Regions from separate parts of the Sus scrofa genome. Here region 1 is linked to region 2. A link is a contact called in public HiChIP or PLAC-seq data. All regions are on one chromosome and are shown on one strand. The core of a region is the stretch at or near the end of the contact, and the rest is flanking DNA. Distances in the headings are between cores, read along the strand shown. Region 1 holds the start of BLOC1S4 (biogenesis of lysosome-related organelles complex 1 subunit 4). Region 2 holds the start of TADA2B (transcriptional adapter 2-beta).

What was found. HiChIP or PLAC-seq counts read pairs in DNA pulled down with a chosen protein or histone mark.
Region 1: a contact with region 2 is called in an H3K27ac HiChIP or PLAC-seq map of skeletal muscle, with 8 times the contacts expected there. The contact joins the promoter of BLOC1S4 here to the promoter of TADA2B in region 2. A contact is called at or near these places in 1 of 5 promoter capture datasets (skeletal muscle) and 2 of 2 datasets of contacts at active chromatin or transcription factors (alveolar macrophages and skeletal muscle).

What each region holds. Positions count from the first base shown.
Region 1 is chr8:4,094,386-4,097,085 of Sscrofa11.1, forward strand. BLOC1S4 (biogenesis of lysosome-related organelles complex 1 subunit 4) reads right to left here and starts at 1,405. Exons shown (of 1, transcript XM_003356845.4): 1 at 1-1,405. The coding sequence starts at 1,365. The coding sequence ends at 709.
Region 2 is chr8:3,826,799-3,829,498 of Sscrofa11.1, forward strand. It overlaps TADA2B (transcriptional adapter 2-beta), which reads right to left and starts at 1,315. Exons shown (of 2, transcript XM_003356846.4): 1 at 983-1,315. The coding sequence starts at 1,252. It overlaps CCDC96 (coiled-coil domain-containing protein 96), which reads left to right and starts at 1,591. Exons shown (of 1, transcript XM_003356850.4): 1 at 1,591-2,700. The coding sequence starts at 1,882.

The sequences.
Region 1 (2,700 bases), core at 155-2,654, 270 kb after region 2:
CGTGAGCTGCGGTGTAGGTCGCAGATGCCACTCAGATCTGCTGTTGCTGTGGCTCTGGCAGGCCATCGGCTACAGCTCAGACTGGACCCCTAGCCTGGGAACCTCCATATGCTGCAGGTGTGACCCTAAAAAGACAAATAACAATAATAATAATAATAATAAAGTAAAAGTAAGCTATGGAAAACTGAATCACTATTGGGATCAAATTAACAAGGCTTTAAAGGCTCAGTTTTCTTAAGTGTATACAAGTATGCAAATCTTGAAAAGATATTACTATTAGTTGAGCCGTAAAATAAATAAGTTCTGCCACAGTGCATACATAAATTCATTTATTTTGCTTCCTGGTCCCTACCCGCACAAACCCCACACCAAGTAGCTTTCAAGTCTGAACTGGAAGACATAGAAAATCATGTATCCTGGAGTTCCCTGGTGGCTCGGCAGGTTAAGGATCTGGTGTTGTCACTGCTATAGTTTAAGCCACTGCTGTGGCACAGGTTCTTCTCCTGACCCCAGAACTAACGCATGCCACAGGGCAGAAAAGAAAAAAGAAAAAGAAAATCTTATATCCTATGTGAGATGAAGACGTGAGAAATGAAGTGTGCAAAAAATTACTTGAAAATTCCAAACTCCAACATCGTGCATGTCTATTAACAGCACTTTCAATTGATAATTTCAGACCGCGTCCTCTTGCAGCGCTGTGCGGCAGACTCACACCTGAGGTCTTTCGCTGCAACAGGGAAAGTGGTCTTCTGTCCGAAACACGACGGGGGGCTCGTATCCCGTCAGCTGGGATTTGCTGGAGGGCGCCTTGTTGAAGAAGGACGGCACGTTAATTGTGTGCAGGAGTTTCCGGAATGTACTAGGGAAAGTCCCCAGCTCGGCCTCCGCCCTGGCGACATGCTCCTCCATCCTGGCCACGCTGGCGCCGATCATCCCCACGAAGGCCTCGAGCCGGTCGATCTTGCTGTAGACCCGACGCATCTCGGTGGCCTTAGCGTAAATGCGAGGCACGCCTTCGCTAACCACGTGGGAGGAGTCGCCGCGCAGCATGTCGAGCATACCCACAAACTCGTCCACCCTGGTGAGCAGATCCTCCAGGCTCGCGTCCAAGGCCTCGACCTCGGGGCGCGCCCCGGCGCTGGGCAGCAAGCAGGTGGCGTAGCCGGCGGCTGCGCGGCGCAGCAGCGGCAGGTCCCGGCCCGGCGCGCCCAGCTCGGGACCCTCGTCCTCCCACGGCCCAGAGGCGCTGCTGTGGCTCTGGGACACGTTGCCGCTGTCCCCGCTCCAAGAAGCTACCTGGGGATCCGCCTCCTCTGCCGCTGGCACCTCCAGCGGCCGCAGGCACCCAACCGGGTCACCCTCCATGGCGCGCGACGCCCAGACTTCCACCCACTTCCGGTCTCAGCGCGCATGCGCACGCATGGCACGCAGCCACACTTCCGGCCTCCACGCGCGCACTTTGCGCCGCGCAATCCCCTTGTTTCTGGTCCCTTGCCCGCCGCAGGCACGTGCGCGCGCCCGCGCCACCTCCGCTTGCAGCGGCCGGAGCACTCAGGCCCCGCGTATACGTTCATGCTCAGAACCCTTTTTTATATTTTTGATGCTGCGCCTGCATATAGAAGGTCCCCCGCTAACAGTCAAATCAGAGCTGCAACTGGGACCTGTGCGACAGCCATAGCAACACGGATCTGGGCGGCATCTTCGACCTACATGGCGACTTACGGCAACACTGGATACTTAACTCACGGAGCAAGGCTAGGAATCACACCTGCATCCTTTTGGTTTTTTTTAATTATTTTTATTTTTATTTTATTTTATTTTTCAAACCTGCATCCTTACAGAGACAAGGATAGGTCCTTAACCCACTGAGTCACAACGGGAACTCTCAGAACCCTTTTTAAAAATATGAAAGTATAACGAATACAATAAATGAATCTTAAATGTACACATGGATGGAATTCTCGCTGTGGTGCAGTGGGTTAAGGGCTTGGCTTTGTCTCTGCAGTGGCAGGTGTTCAATCCCTGGCCCAAGCACTGCGTTAAGAATCCAGTGTTGCTTTCTCATAGCTTGGATTCGATCCTGGCACAGGAACTTCCATATGCAGTAGGTATAGTTTAAAAAAAAAAAAGTACACATTTATTGTTTTGTTCATATCCATACAACCATGTAACCTCCAACCAGGTCAAAATATAATACTGAGGCACAAGGTGGGTAGGCTCCAGGTTAGACTTTTACAGCCAGCCTCCTGTTTATTCTTTGAGATAGACTAGGAACAATGAGGTTGCGGATTTGATCCCTGGCCTCAAACAGTCGGTTAAGGATCTGGGTGCTGCCCTGAGCTGTGGTGTAGGTTGCAGATGCGGCTCGGACCTGGCATTGCTGTGGCTGTGGAGTAGGCTGGCAACAACGGCTCCAATTCAACCCCTAGCCTGGGAACCTCCATATGCCGAAGGTGTAGCCCTGAAAAGACAAAAAATAAAAAAATTTTAAAAATAACAACAGAACAGAGTAAATAAATGGACTTTGTCTCCTGTGGACATTTTTTTTTTGTCTTTTCTAGGGCTGCTCCCATGGCACATGGAGTTCCCAGGCTAGGGGTCTAATTGGAGCTGCAGCCACTGGCCTACGCCAGAGCCACAGCAACACGGGATCCGAGCCACGTCTGCAACCCACACCACAGCTCGCGGCAACGCCAGATC
Region 2 (2,700 bases), core at 65-2,564:
TCCACCAGGAAGCCCGGGAGGAGGCGCATGGGCAGCCCTCCGCACCCCTGGTTCTGCATCCGAGGATTCGACCCACCCTGCTTCGCCGTTTTCTACAAGGGACCTGAGGACCGGCGGGCTGGGCGGCCCCTGGGGGTTCTGGAACCAATCTCCCAGGGACCCCGAGGGAGGGCTGCACCGCTGGAGGAGCGGCAGCCAGATGAAATGCTGGTTCAAGGAAGGCGGGAACCCTCATGGAAGGGTCTGGAGAGGTGAGGGTCCGGGGTGGCTCGCGGCTCCGGCCCTGCCTCTCCTAAGGCCTGGAGGGGGCCGCACGCCCGGAGGCTCTGGACCAGAATACAGCCAGATTCGCCCTTGCTCGAAGGGACGAACGCTGCCTCGTCCAGTGACAAGAGAGCTCCTCGGAGGCCGCGAGGGAAGAGCCACCACGTCGCCCTCACAAGGACCCCAGTGTAAACGAATCCAGTCCAGCTCTCAGATAAATGTCTCCATAGAAACCCCCCTGACAAACGAAGAGCAAAAGCCAGGGCAGGCGCGTCCGGGCTCACGCTCCGGGGGCAGAACCCGCCGAGCCCTCCTCACACGACGTCCTGGGTGCTGCGGGGACAAGCAAGTCCCGGGCAGGGGACACAGGCCACAAAGCGCGCGGGGCCACGAGGACAGGGTGCGCGCACGCGAGGCGGTGGGAGAGGCCGCGGGGCCCGGCTGAAGCCTGCCCGGCCTTCCCCGCCGCCCTGCCCGGGCAAAACCAACTCCCTCCTCCGCGCGCCCACCGCCGCGGGTCTGCAGGCCTGCCCGCGCCCCGCCCGGAGGGCGCCCTCGGCGGACACCCACGAAGTAACCTGCCCTGGCGGCAGCCACCGCGGTCCCCATCCCGCTCTGCCACTTCCTGCTGTGTGACCTTGGGCGTGTGGCTTAGCCTCTCGGCGCCGGGTCTGGGGCGAGCACCGGCCTCCCGCGGGCGCGCACGCCCGCCGCTCACCCAGTTTCCGAAGCCGAACTGCTCGATGGCATCCAGCAGCAGCTGCTCCTCGCGGCTGGTCCAGCCGCCCTCGGCCTCGGGCCCCCACAGCGTGAAGCGCCCGCCGTCCACCAGCTGGTAGCCGTGGTAGCGGCGGTGGTGGCCGATCTCGGCGCCGGCCGAGAAGCACTCGGGGCACAGCTCGATGTCCTGGCACTCGGTGCAGCGGAAGCGCAGCGGGCTCACCTCGGCCAGGCAGTACACGCAGTACTTCTTACCCAGCTCCGCCATCTTCCCCCGCCCGCCGCCCGCCGCCCGCGCCCGCCGCCGCCGCCGCCGCGCCGCCGCCGTCAGCGCGCCGCCGCCCAGGCCCGCCGCCGCGCTCGAGCAAACGCCGCCCGCCGCCGCGGCCGCCGCCACCGTGCCGCCCCGCCCAGGCGCCGCCGGAGCCGGGCAGCCGGGCCGCGTCCCGCCTCAGCACGCAGGCGCCCTCGGGCCGGCCGGGCCGCCGCCGCCGCCGTCGCCCCGCCGCACCGCGCAGGCGCCCCGCGCGCTCCACCGCGCGGGGGCCCGGCCCGCCGCTCTGCGCCTGCGCGCCCCTCGCGCCCGCGGTCCGCGGCTCCCAGCGCCTCCCGGACGCCACGCCCCAGGCCGGGCGCTGGGAAAAGGGCGGAAAGGAAGCGCTGCGGGAGCGCCACGCCCCTCGCGGCGCGAGCCCACGCCCTCTCCCAATCAACGCCGCCCGTCGTCCACTCGCGGTCTCTCATTGGTCTGCCTTTGCCGGGAGGCGGGGAGAAGGGGGCAGGGCGTCGGGATGACGTCCGGCCAATCGCCGGGCCCACCGCGCGCGCCCCTGGTTGCCCCTGGAAACCTAACAGCCCTGAGCGGGAGTCTGTGGCGCTGTCCCGGCGGGGAGGGAGATGGACGACTACTCCGAGCACTCCGAGGACCTCGAGAGGGCAGATGGAGACGTGGAGAGCCTGACCTCGCGGTTGTCGGTGATCAAGACCAGCTCTGGCGCCCAGTCCCCGGCCGAACCCACGGAGCCGGAAGCCGTAGGAGCTTCAGAGGCAGAGGCCGCGGAGGCCGAGCGGGTCAAGCCGGCCGAGTCCCAGGAAGGGCTGGGGGCCACCGAGGCTGCGGGGGAGGAGGGGCCCGTGGAGCCGGAGTGGCCGGCCGAGACGGAGGCGGAGGCCGAGCCGGAGGAGCCGGCCGAGGCCGAGCCTGAGGAGCCAGCCAAGCCAGTGCCCGAAGGCGGGCCCGAGGGACCAGAGGAGGAGGACCTGGAGGAGCAGGAAGAAGACGAAGACGAGGACCGGCAGGAGGCGGAGGTGGCAGCGGAGCCGAGGAAGGAAATCCTGTCGCAGGTCCCTCCGGCCGGCAAGGAAGAGGCTGCGCCAGTCCGGGATGCCGAGCGGGAGGGACATGAGGAGGAGAAAGAAGAGAGCGAGGAGAGCGAGAAGAGCGAGGGGAGGCATGTGGAAAGAAGCAGGGAGAAAAGCAAGGGAGAGCTGGGGGATCTGGACGAGGGACTCGAGTTTGGCAGTCAGGAATGGACTGAGGAGGTGCAGAAGCAGCAGGAGCAGCAGCTGCGCGCCGAGCTCCTGGAACAGTACCACTCCCTGATGGTGGAGCGGAGCAGCTACCAGCGCTACAACATGTACCTGCAGCACAAGATCTTCGAGGCGCTGCACAAGAAGAAGGGTCTGGATGCAGCCGAGGTGCTGGACAAGGGCACG